Linked DNA regions of Mus musculus: all the other regions are linked to region 3. Evidence: chromatin contacts called from public HiChIP or PLAC-seq data. All regions are on one chromosome and are shown on one strand. Each heading gives the region's core, a stretch centred on a gene start, on an enhancer-like site or on the middle of the called end of the contact. The rest is flanking DNA. Distances are from core to core; before and after follow the strand shown.

What was found. HiChIP or PLAC-seq counts read pairs in DNA pulled down with a chosen protein or histone mark.
Region 1: a contact with region 3 is called in a BATF HiChIP or PLAC-seq map of CD8 T cells, with 15 read pairs. The contact joins the enhancer-like site here to the promoter of Gng2 in region 3. A contact is called at or near these places in 4 of 39 promoter capture datasets (cranial neural crest, liver, macrophages and 1 more), 1 of 15 datasets of contacts at CTCF or cohesin (CD8 T cells), 13 of 484 Hi-C or Micro-C datasets (CD4 T cells, CD8 T cells, LSK cells and 7 more), 11 of 115 datasets of contacts at active chromatin or transcription factors (CD8 T cells, T-cell acute lymphoblastic leukemia, Th17 cells and 7 more) and 3 of 9 other capture datasets (adipose tissue, liver and pancreatic islet).
Region 2: a contact with region 3 is called in an H3K27ac HiChIP or PLAC-seq map of heart atrium, with 12 read pairs. The contact joins the enhancer-like site here to the promoter of Gng2 in region 3. A contact is called at or near these places in 10 of 39 promoter capture datasets (the 3T3-L1 cell line, the HPC-7 cell line, Sertoli cells and 5 more), 11 of 484 Hi-C or Micro-C datasets (the G1E-ER4 cell line, the N1E-115 cell line, cortical neurons and 7 more), 21 of 115 datasets of contacts at active chromatin or transcription factors (CD8 T cells, the HPC-7 cell line, astrocytes and 12 more) and 3 of 9 other capture datasets (adipose tissue, liver and pancreatic islet).

The regions. Positions count from the first base shown.
Region 1 is chr14:20,009,767-20,013,943 of GRCm38.p6, forward strand. No RefSeq gene overlaps it. Among named protein-coding and RNA genes, the nearest start is that of Gng2, 35 kb to the left of the region's middle. Within about 2 kb of position 2,920, at least 31 of the 459 cell types and tissues checked have an H3K27ac peak or open chromatin away from gene starts, as enhancers often do. A contact at or near this core is called in CD8 T cells, the MNK3 cell line, Th1 cells and 3 more, where this site is marked.
Region 2 is chr14:19,926,579-19,930,576 of GRCm38.p6, forward strand. All of the region lies in intron 2 of Gng2 (guanine nucleotide binding protein (G protein), gamma 2), which reads right to left. Among named protein-coding and RNA genes, the nearest start is that of Gng2, 49 kb to the right of the region's middle. Within about 2 kb of position 1,538, at least 31 of the 459 cell types and tissues checked have an H3K27ac peak or open chromatin away from gene starts, as enhancers often do. A contact at or near this core is called in the G1E-ER4 cell line, the N1E-115 cell line, heart atrium and 1 more, where this site is marked.
Region 3 is chr14:19,974,784-19,978,788 of GRCm38.p6, forward strand. Gng2 (guanine nucleotide binding protein (G protein), gamma 2) reads right to left here and starts at 2,466. Exons shown (of 4, transcript NM_010315.4): 1 at 2,175-2,466.

The sequences.
Region 1 (4,177 bases), core at 1,670-4,169, 35 kb after region 3:
CCCCCTGACTCCCCCTGACTCCCTCTGCCTCCCTCTGACTCCCCCTGACTCCCCCAACCCCCCCCCCCAATTCCCTCTCAGCCAAAGCTAAGATAAGCAATAGCTGACAGGTTTTAAGAGTCTTTTGGTCCTGCTGAATTTTTTGATAACAACTAGGACCTGAAAGCATTCTGAGGCAGGCACAACTCTGCTAGGTAGCAGATCCACAACTAAGTAGAGTTTGTGGTTTGTTTAAAAGACTTATTCCCTGAACCGGCTCTGGCACTGCTGGTTCATGCTGAAGGCAGCTGTCAGTCGCTGCAGCTTCCCTGCCCATCACGAAGCAGCCTTACTAGAAACCATAGCTTCTGCCATAGTGCACAGATCCCATGCACTGTCTGGGACAATCGGCCATAGTAGTGTCAAAGAACTCATGACAAGGAAGCTAAGCAGTTGGACCAAGGCTTCCCATACTGATAATCACACCCGTCAGGAAGACAAATCGTACTTGACCTCTCCCAGTGTTTTACACCCAAGCATCTATCCTGCAACTTCTGACTCTTTCCACCCTCAACCCACCTCTGCAAGCTCTTACCCTTTGCAGCTCCATTCCACACAACAGAAATGCTTCAATATTTTCTTGTTCTACTTCCTCCTCCTCCTCCTCTTCCTCTTCCTCCTCCTTTTCCTCCTCCTCCCTCGACAGGGTCTTATGTAGCCCAGGCTGGCCTCTAATTTTCTATGTATCCAAGAATGATCTCAAACTTGTGATCCTCCTGTCTTCATATGCCCCCACCAGTGGTGGAATTACAGGCATGTGACACCATGCTCAGTTCTATGTCATAGTGACTGAATAACAATGGGTCCCATGGACTCGTAGATTTGAATGTTTGGTCACCAGGGAATGGCACTATTTGAGATGATTAGGGGGTGTGGCCTTGTTGGAGGAAGTGTGTCACTGGAGGTGAACTTCGAGATTTTAAGGACCCAAGCCAGGCCCAGTGCCTCTCTCTTTCTGTCTTCAGATCTGGGTATAGAACTCTCAGCTACTTCTCCTGCAGCCATGTTCACTTGCAAGTCACCAGGGTTCCTGCCATGATGGAAATGGACTAAATCTCTGAAACTGTAAGCAAGCCCCAAATAAATGCCTTATTTTCTAAGAGTTGTCATGGTCATGGTGACTCTTCATAGCAGCATAACACTAAAATACTGGTGATAAAAACCCGATGTTTCATGCATGCTAGGTAAGCTGGGCTATAGCCAATGTTTTCTTCTTGACAATGTCTTCCCACTACCCTTGGATGAAGCCTGCCTTACTAAACATACATGATCTCTTGCTTCTGCCCTGCTGCTGGCCTCTCTCTCCCGTACATAGCCCTAGATAGGAGCCGGGGATTCGGAGCAGAGTACACACAGCTCTGTGCTCTGCTTTTCATCACAGACAAACAAGGATTTCCTCCGTTAACTTTTGTTCTGCTGGGTGTTCCCGTTTTGTCTGGTTTTGTTTTTCAAGACAGGGTTTCTCTGTGTAGCCCTGGCTGTCCTGGAGCTTGCTCTGTAGTTCCAAATAATCCAGGCTGGCCTTGAACTCATAGAGATCCTCCTGCCCCTGCCTCCCACGTGCTGGGACGAAAGGAGTGCACCACTACCACCCAGACCCATTTTTTTTTAATTTCTTTGTTAACACTGATGCTCTAGACATATGGTCAGCATTGTAAGTTCCCCCACAATTCCAAAATCCTGCCACATTCCTGGAATATTTGAACATACGTACAGGTGACCATCCAGCACAGTAGCCAGCTTTTCTTTCTTTGGCCTTTCCGAGGCTCAGAAGAGAGTTAGTTGTCATTTGTGGATGCCTGTCAGCAGCTATGAGTCCTGCCAGCACGTTTGCTCCCAAAGATCACCAGGACTAGCATGCCTTTCTCTCTTCCCATTTAGTGACTGCCAAGCTTTAACAAAGTGAGCTGAAACCTACTTCTCTTACTGAATTCTGACTTAGTAGGCTTGGGTGGAACTGGAGAGCATCTGCCTAGGGTTTGTTGTTTGTTTTGTTTTGTTTTGTTTTGACATTTTCTTTTGTGTGTAGAGTGTTTTGCCTTGAGTTTTTCCTTTGGGAGAGCATCCTTTGAGAACTCCTGGCCTAATGTATGAGCCTGATATTTTCCAAAGTCATCTTCATGTAAGATTTACATGGGCAGCTTCAAAAGTGCCTGTGCCTATGTCCTGCTCCCACAAGTATCTATCCTCTTGTCAGCCTTCCCTGAAGGTAAGTAAGATCTGCTTATAAATACTTACCCTCATGTGTGACTGGAGAACACTGTGCAGCCTTCATATCCTATGAATCATTCTATTAATACTTATTTATCTGTTTTTTAAAAAGGAATCCTTCGCTTCCTGTTGCCTCCATTTCTGGCCTGTCTCTAGCCTTCATTCACAATTCCAAAACATCCTCATTCTATTTCTCCTCCTTAAACTCTCCGGATGACATCACGTCCTATCTCATGACAGAGCGTAGATTTCATCCGTCACGACACATCCCTGTATTTCATTCCAGCCAAGCAAAAGTAATTATCTCTAGCAGCTGATCTTCCTTTCCCTTCATCCCTTCATCTCAGAGTGATCTGCATCCCTCCTCCGTGCAAAGTCAAGATCCTCTCTTCATATCACTGCAAGTTACACTGACCATGATCGGTCCACACTCTTGTCCAGCATCTCTGTACTCTGCTGTCTTCTACTTCACTAACCGCCCCCTCTTCTCCTTCTTCTCTTGCTTACCCACCATCCAGCATCTATGTGTCAGTTGTGGTTATCTTCTTTTGTCTACCAGTGGATGACTCAAAAGCGGTAAATCCTCCCAGGTGCCTCTTGGATTTGGTATTCAGAATGAAGCCTTCGCCCTACCCCACCCCCTGCATGTGCCTTACCACATGGAAAGGGACTCTGCACACTCCACGTCACAACTCTATTTCTAGACCCTGACTTTCTCGGTGTGCTCAGCACCAGAGAGAAAGCTGCTCAGAAGCATAAGGCAAGGATGCGTCTGCTCCTAACGTGTGTGCTGCTCAACAAGAGGCAGGTGTGTTTCTTCCATCAGCAAATGAGAGTGTGGCAATCAAGAAGCATTTTGGGAGACCATTTGTTCAGGGATGTGAGGGTCTCCTGTTCACATAGTGACGACTCCAGCAGAAGCAGGAAAAACACAAGGCAAAACACTCTACACACAAAAGAAAATGTCAAAAACACAAACGGGAAACAGCACAGGAAGGAAAATCAAAAGGCAGGCAGAAGAGCATCTGTGTGGCTTTGTTTGCTCAACTAACACCATTCAGCTAAGCCTTGTTTAGGAAGTGTGCCTGCACAACACAGCGGCCCAGGTGCTGGATTTAGTATCCTGTGCTAAGTGGTAGGAGGTGGATTTCTTCTACAGTAGCTCTGAGGACCTTTATGACAGGGTGCTACTTCTGATTTTACTCAAAGTACAAAGTAGGTCAGATAGGGTGATGGGAAAAGCTTTAGCACAAATTTTCCTCATAAAATATATTTAGTGTAACAATATTGCATTGATTTAGTACACATGTGTAGTTTAATATGAAATATTGTATAAGATTTGTTTTGATATAATATAAAGATATTGATATCAAACATGTAATAGACAAATAATTGAATCTTATTAAAGTTAAATTTTTTTCATGCTTTAAAAAACATTATTAAGCCAGGCTTAGTGAGTCAGGATTATAATTCTAAGTACTTTGGTAGCTGAGGCAGGAGAATTCCAAGGTTAAGGGCAGCTTGGGTTACAGAATGAGTCCAGGGTCAATTTGTGAAACTTAATGAGATCCTGTCTGTCTTAGTCAGGGTTTCTATTCCTGCACAAACATCATGACCAAGAAGCAAGTTGGATTTATTTCCCATTCTCTGATACGCATATGTGTTACCAATGAGTCCAAAGTGGTTGCTACTTCCTGCTCACTTCCATGCTGCTGTTCATCACCAAAGGAAGTCAGGACTGGAACTCAAGCAGGTCAGGAAGCAGGAGCTGATGCAGAGGCCATGGAGGGATGTTCTTTACTAGTTTGCCTCACCTGGCTTGCTCAGCCTGCTCTCTTATAGAACCCTGACTAATACACTGTCTTAAAATAAAAAGTTAAAAGTAGGACTGGAGAGATGGCTCAGTGGTTAAGAGCACTGACTGCTC
Region 2 (3,998 bases), core at 288-2,787, 49 kb before region 3:
AGGAGAAAAGACACTGTTGAGGTCTGCCCTGGTTACTACACTCAGACACATTCTTTCCTGAATAAAGGTGCAAACTGTTGAGTGGAATTTCATGTCCACTGATGTTCGTCGGGCACTGGTGGCGCATGCCTTTAATCCCAGCGCTTGGGAGGCAGAGGCAGGCGAATTTCTGAGTTCGAGGCCAGCCTGGTCTACAGAGTTAATTCCAGGACAGCCAGGGCTACACAGAGAAACCCTGTAATGAAAATATAAAACAAACCAAAAAACAAACAAACAAACAAAAAACCAAACATTGATGTTCTTATTCAGAAGGATCTTAGTTGACTGTACTAAGTGTTTGCTCTTCCTTGAAAATAGTGTCCTTATATGCATTCCCCCTCTCTCCCTCTAGCTCTATGTGTGTTTGTTTCTGTCTGTCTCTGTGTGTGTTTCTTTTGTAGGGATATACATGTGTATGCAGGTACACACACATGCACACACACAACACACACAAATATGTATGTGTAGAAGACAGGGATAAACTTTGGGTGTCGTTCATTCCTTGGACACCTTGCTATTTGAGACAGGGTCTCTCATTGGCCTGGAATTCTCCAGTCAGGCCACAGTGGCTGGCGTTTCTCCAGCTCACCAGCACCAGGAATGTAAGTGCACACCACCCGCCTGGCTTATTCACAGGGGGTCTGGGGGGTCAATCTCAGATCCTTGTGCTTGCAGGGCACTTTACCAGCTGAGCCATCTCTGGACCCTTACTGTAAGATAATAAGTAATAAGGAGAAGGGGAAAGTGCAGAACACAGATGAGCAAGTGGCCATTGATTCTTAATAGCAGTGGTGGTTTGCATGAAAAAAGGACTAGGACAGGTGCCCTTCCTTGTTGGAGGAAGTGTGTCACTGGGGGGTGGGGGGAAGGGGGTTGAGTTGGGGTTTTAAAACTCCAAGCCAGAGCTAATCTGACTTCTCTCTCTCTCTCTCTCTCTCTCTCTCTCTCTCTCTCTCTCTCTTTCCACCTCCTGCTGCCTTTGGATCTGGATGTACAACTCTTAGCTCCTTCTCCAGTACCATGTCTGCCCATGTGCCTCCATGTTCCCTGCTGTGCTGATAGTGGACTAAACCTCTGAACTAAAGCCCTAATTAAATACTTTCCTTTATAAGAGTTACCACGGTGTCTCTTCACAGCAATGGAACACTGAGTAAGATGAGAGCCAGGTCACAATGGTGAGCACCTCAGGTGCTCTAGTTATCTGACAAATGACTGAAGTGAAAGCAGTCTCCTATGTGGAAAGAAAAGCCTTGAAGGTAAACAAGAGCGTCATCATGAAGCAGCAGGCTCTTGGTTCTTCCTGATGGCACTGTGGGTGACTGCTGGCCAAAGGGCAAGGACAAGAAGTGTCTTGCTCCTTCCCCTCTCTCCCATGATAACTGAGAGACTCAACACATCCTGTTATCTGGTTTCTCTCAGAGCTACCAATAGGAGGCTGGTAGGCAGCAGGGCCAGTTTATCTCACATGACACTTAACACACTCTTCTGCCAACATCTGAGAAAACACAAGGGCCAGTCATGAGCCACCGGATCCACCAGAGCAGGGTTGCTGAGGCGATCCCGAGCCTGCCTTAATTAGGCATTTCACTTACAAATGAACGGATTAATTCGAGAGTCTCACTTGAAGTATCTTATTCCTGTGGTTTCTTTGAAGCTTTATGGAGATTTAAAACAACTACAACAAAAGCCACAGACATCACTCTCTAAGCAGATGTTGTTATTTGGGACATAACAGTAAACATGGAAATGACAGGTCTTTCATATGTCCTGGGCACCCTCAAAACAGAGGATCCCTTGGGAAGACTCAGAGGAGACCAGTGAATGCAGGGACAGGGGCCTAATGGCGGGGCTTCTTCCTCTGCATTAGACTGTGGAGGTCGCCTAAGACGGCGGTCCTCTTCCAGCCAGCTTTGATCTGATTTGTCCAGCTTATGTTCCCAAATGACCCCTATCTAGTCACCTCCAGCTATATTAGACTGGTGACAGGGGATGGAAATGTAAGTCAGTGGGCAGGACCCTTGCCTAGCATGTGCCAGGCCCAGGGCCCCATTCCCACCACCACAAGAAAACAAAAATGGAGACGGACATAACCCTGAGCACAAACTGGGCTACTGCAGTCTCCAAACTCAGAGGCTGACTGGAACCTAAGTGCCATCTGTAGTGACAATTTTGGAATTTTGGGTTCTTCTAAAAACACAGAAATAGTATAAGAATAAACTGTTGTTTTAATCTCAGGTGTGGGATGTGGGGCTGCTTCAGACTGTCCACAGCAGCTGACTATGATTTGCCTCCTGCTCTAGCAGGGGCATGATTTTGCCAGGTGGTGATAGTTTCTGTGATTGTATGATATTTGGAATTCTGGGGGCTTTTCAGAGGGTATATAAATTCCAGAGAGGTGTGGTGGATTGTTATTGGTCGTGGTTCATTAAGTAGTCATAAGAAAGAAGAAATCCGATATCCTGCCAGTGACAATCAAACTTGCTCCAAGGACCTCAATGACCCTAATCAGCAGGAGGAAATACTGACAATAACATTGCTCTCCTCTGACACCTGACTTTATTCAAGGATCTTTTTCCTCTAACTTCTATCCTTGTTTTCTTTCCTATCTAGTGTTAGGGGGTTGAAAGGGTGGAAGAAAAGGGGTAGGAAAAGATGGAAGAAAGAAGAACCCACAAAGTAGCCTAATCCAGCTACAACTATTTGTAAAAGTATATTGAAAAAAAAAAAAAGCAAACTTTCACAGGTGGTGCACACCTGTAATCCTACCATGCAGGAGGTGTACACCTGTAATCCCACCATGCAGGAGGTGCTCACCTGTTATCCTACCATGCAGGAGGTGCACACCTGTAATCCCACCATTCAGGTGGTGGAGGCAGGAGAATGGAGAAGTACAGAGTCAGCCTCGGCCACATAGCAAGTTTAAGGTTCACTCAGGTTATTTTGGATTCCGTGTTAAAGAAATGAAGATCATGAGGGAAGCAAACAAGCAAACAAAACCCCTTGAACTTTACCAGGACCACAGGGAAGCCCTAGGTCACCACACACTGCTGAGAATGACTGCCCATGGATCCTGCCCCCTGGGCAGTACCTCTGGCCTCTGATGAGACTCTGCAATCTCAGAAGAAAGAGCCTAGGCTGGCAAGTCCCAAGGCTCAGACTGGCTCTGGAATGTCAGGTTGGGTCAATCATGCAGTTCTGTTGGGGGAATTTCTCCTCCGGGGAGCTCATGGTGTTTCTGGAGAAGCCCAGCAGTAATGAAAGCCGACAAGACACAACAGGGAGGAGGACTTCTGCAACAGGCACCCCAGGAGAGACCCATGCAGCCTCCACAAACCCAAGAAGCTGCAGTGAGAAAAGGATGTGATGGTCTCTACAACCCAAGTGTGAACAATGAGTGGAATGTCCAAGCGTTATCAGGACAGAGTGTCTGCCTGCCTCACTGGAATGAAGGCTTGTAGGGTAGGGCAGAGGGTGGTGAGGGCCTCAGGTCCTGCCTGAAGAATAAAGGCACGACACTGCTTTCTTCTCTGCTTCACCGGATGCCTCCTAACTTAGCCACCCAGATTGCTTTAGTTCTTTATGCTGCTCCTTGGGGTGGGAAAAGGCTGGAGCACAGCTAACATAAAGCCAGAGAGGCAGTGGCCCAGACTCACTACCCCTGCTGGAGGCTGCTTATGCTCTTAGTTCAACAAGATGAGGGCTGGGGTTTTCATAGATGGAGGCTCTAGGCATCAAAGGGTGTGGTGAGCTGGAGGGACACAGTAGACTCCACTGCTGACACTTGGGGTAGCTGGTCTATGGCTCCTGGGTGGGTTATTCTAACTCTCTGCATGTTCACCTCTTCCATTTCACCAGTGTTTCTTCCTTGCCCTTGGTGACAACAAAAGTTAAACCATTTTCACAGCTGGGAGAGGTGAGAGGCAAGGCAGCTAAGAGCTAGGACTCGGACTCCTGCCCAG
Region 3 (4,005 bases), core at 1,216-3,715:
TTGTTCAGCTAACGCCATCACTACATACACATCACCCGAGGCCCAGGGCTGGCCATAAAATAATAAGAGTCATAAACCATATGTCAGGAAAACACAAACACACACACACACACACACACACACACACACATCCCATTAAAATTTCAGTGTTTGTTGACGCCCTTTCCAGCCACCAAATACCCTGAGGAAAAGAATGCCTGTGAGTGTTCTGTATGGCCAGAGCGGTGGGAATAGTCTCCTTCTGCATCGCAGAAGCACACCCACCCATCTGCTCTTGCTTACGAAAGAATCCTGCCCTCATCCTCACAGACCTGCTGTTGCTCACTCACGTTCCGCCTTGAGCTGAAATTTAACAATTAAGGAAGTGTTTTCTGCTGTGCACAAAACAGGCAGCTCTTAGGTGTTTTCAGACAGATAGCAGGGCACCCTTGACTCTACTATGCCTACTGGCCAGGGTTTCATCACCTCACTCTCCCGTGAGACACATGGGAGGGGTAACACACATTTTCTAGACATCCCCAAACAAAGCAGGGTGTCGCATCATCTGCGAACACAGGCTGTAGACGAATCAGTATGAAAGGAAAGTCCTGCCGTCCTTATAGCCCAGAGGCCCAGCTTCCTATTTCAGTTAGGGACACACAGTGCGATCACCAGACTCTAGATCTAGCCTAGGTCTCCATCCAGAAGAATGAAGCTACATATTTCACTTTAGGATGCGATGGGGACTTTAGAATCCTGAAATGACTCGCTTTGATTAAATTCAAGAAAGCCTTCCCAAGAGCCCATGGTTACAGCAACTCCTACACATGCTCAGGAAAATAGAAATTTATTTCTTCAGTGTCCATGAAAGCTTCCTGTCTCAGAAAATGCACCGCTACTCGACAAATTCTGAGAAGCTAAATGAATTTCATAAAGGTGACAAAACAAAACTGAATCTCAATTGTGTGGCTTCTTCAACTGACAATGGTTTTATCACAAAAGTACATATTTTCTCCACTGGTATTATTTGGACCTTAAAAAAAGAAACTTGTATTTTAATAATTCATGAGTATTCAAACATGCCATTTTATTGTTTTCATTCTACCACACGAAGCTCTTTCTTTGCTTTGAAAAACTATCTCCTTTTATTGTATATAAAAAAGTAAAAATCATTTTAATCAATGCTTTCTTATGCTTAACTACACTTTTGTTGAAGATTTTTTAAAAATTATGACACAGTTTATTAAACTGTTTATCCTACATGTTCTGCCAAAAAAGCCCATAATCTCAGTTCAAGCCTGTTAGACCTCTTTATTGTACTTTTATATATATCACTCATAAACGCAAACCAGTTACTATCCCAGACTCATTATCAGCATCCAGTGCTTAAGAAAATTTACAGAATAAAAACTGTGTTCTGATTGTATTAACTCAGTGTACAGCATACACAGACAAGGAAACAAACCAGCTCACTTCGATATTATCTCTGTCTAGAATTAACAATCGTTTTGATCTAGAGATGGATAAAATTCATACAGGCATAAAATCCATTTACACACCGGTATCCGATTTTCAGCAAGTTATAGGCCGGCCATGGTCCTTTAAATAAGGATGCAACTTTAGGGTAAGACCTACTAACAAATGGTAGCAGCAAGGAGAGGAAGACACTAGTTCCTTAGAGGTAAATACTGGCCCCTCGCTCTCGAAATGCGAGCCTTTGTTGGTAAAAATCTATGTACAAAAGAACCCAACATCCTCACAGCCAAACCACAGCCATAATGTTGCAAAGAGACGGCTCACCGAAATACATACGTATATGAGTGTGCTTAACATCTTTCACCACTTACACCCCAAAACAAGGGTCTGCCACGCTCGGGTGCCCAGACTGCAGCTTCGCACCCCAGCTGACTGCAACTCAGCCCTGTCGGTCTGCTGAGCCAGCTAAACAAACCACTTCTTACATTCAGCTTGTTTTCCTAAACACTGAGGGTGGTTCCCCACACCCTGAACAAAATGTGTCACAAATCTGACCATCGTTCTCGAAAAAAAAAAAAAAAATTAAAATCCCATCTTAATCATTTCCCCCAAGCCTGAATCAATGTTCCTCGCTTCCCTAAGAAATCCACCCCAAAACCCACAAGCATGGTCACTTCATCTCAATTCAAAAGGAGCTACATGGAAAACGTGTCCTTTACCTTGCTTGGCTCCGGAGGCTTGGTTAGAGAGCAGCTTCCCCTGGCGGAGCAGATGGGTGGTGAGGTCGGCCCGCCCAGCCCAAGCCCAGCCCAGCCCAGCCCAGCCCAGCCCAGCCCAGCCCAGTCAGCCCAGCCCAGCGCAGCGAAGCCCTGCCCAGCCCAGCCCAGCCGTAGTAGGAGTTGCCCACCGAGAGGCGTCGTGTGTCTGTCTGTATAGCAGCCCCTGAAGCCCAAGCCTGAGTCCCCACCCAGCTTTGTCTTCAATCCTCATTCCTACAGGAAGCAGCTCATCTCCCACTTCCTCCTCTCTTAGTATCGGGTAGCAAGCCAGCTTTCTCGTTTGCTTCTCCCACCACTTCAGGGCTTCCTCTAAGTGGCTTTGTCTGCTGCTGATGCTAATTTGGCTCTAATCCCCTGGACCCCTTTTTTCCAGCGCCCTTCCATCCCCACTGCACTGTCTTCTCAGTCCTTTTCTTATCTCCCAGCGCTCATCTCCCAACAGTGTCCACACAGTGCCTCAGTGGGTTTCCTCAACACCCAAACTGCTTTCTCATTCTGAACTGAAGCTACTGTATTTATTGGGCCGGCGTAGACTCTGGTCCTGAGATCCGGGGCCAGCCAGCAGCGCCTTCTAATTTACGGCCTATCTGCATTCCCAAGCAGCTTGCAGCCTCTTGCTGCCGAGTTTTTCCTCTGTGGCCAGCCAACCTTTCCGGAGCTTCATTCCCCCAAGGTCTCCCTACCACTGAGATTTTATTTAACCCATATGCTTAGAAAATAATGGCACCCGCAGGACTTCTGGGACGTGTGAGCTAAGCCAAGTCCTGCAATGCTGAGGTAGATCTAGCAGTGAGAACAGTCCGAGGAGAGTGTGAATGAAGGGAGGGGTGTGGTCTGAGTGGCCCGGATTCCCAGTCCAGCCATAGATCCCCTCCTCTACCACCCACCTAATATTGGTAGGGCTGAGGGGCCTCTTTTGCCCTTTGTTTCAGACAATAGGATAGTGTCATGAATAAAGAGAACCATTGTCAGTCTGTCCTCCAGAGTTAAAATCTGAGCTGTCATTCCTGCCTGTAAACTTAGACAAATGACTTAATGTCTATATGCCTCAGTTTCCCCACTTGCAAAAATCATACCATATTTCACAGTGGAAAAATCTGAGAAGGAAGTAAGACCAGACAGATACGTGGTGCTTCAAATAGTTCCCAGAGCAGAGAAAATACTCAATTACATACTATCGGTTATTATTTACAAGAGACTGAAACTCAGGTGACAAGTGGCTCGGACAGTCAACAGCCGGTCGGACACCAGTGTTTGTTCCCCTGGCTTCCCCCAGTTATGTTCACAGCTGAGCCCTGATGCTTGTGGCAACAATTTACCCCAGGTTTGAGTTATTCTTTCTCTGGATTAAGGAAGCACTTTGGGGGAAGGTACATTTTAAACACCAGCAGGGCAGCGAGGAGGGAATCCTTGCTCCTGAAGGGAGGTGATGCATGGTAGTCATAGCTGCAGTTTCAGTACTGTAGCCTGAGACAACAGAATCACTTTGAGCTCAAAGCTCCTCTGAGTTACATGGTGAGACCCTGTCTCAAATGTAATTAATAAATAAATCCATCCTCTCTCAGAAGCCAGGCCTAGAAAGCTAACCTTCTCAAGCATTAGAAGCAATCTGCTACTGTATTTTGAAGGCCCTGTCCTACCTTCACTCACCAGGAGGGAATCTGACAGGAAAATCTAGATTGATGCAGGCTCATCAGCTGTGCCTTCCTCGCACACCCTGGGGACTACCGAATGTCATTCTGGCAGGCGCAAAAGTTACTCTCAGTGAGTG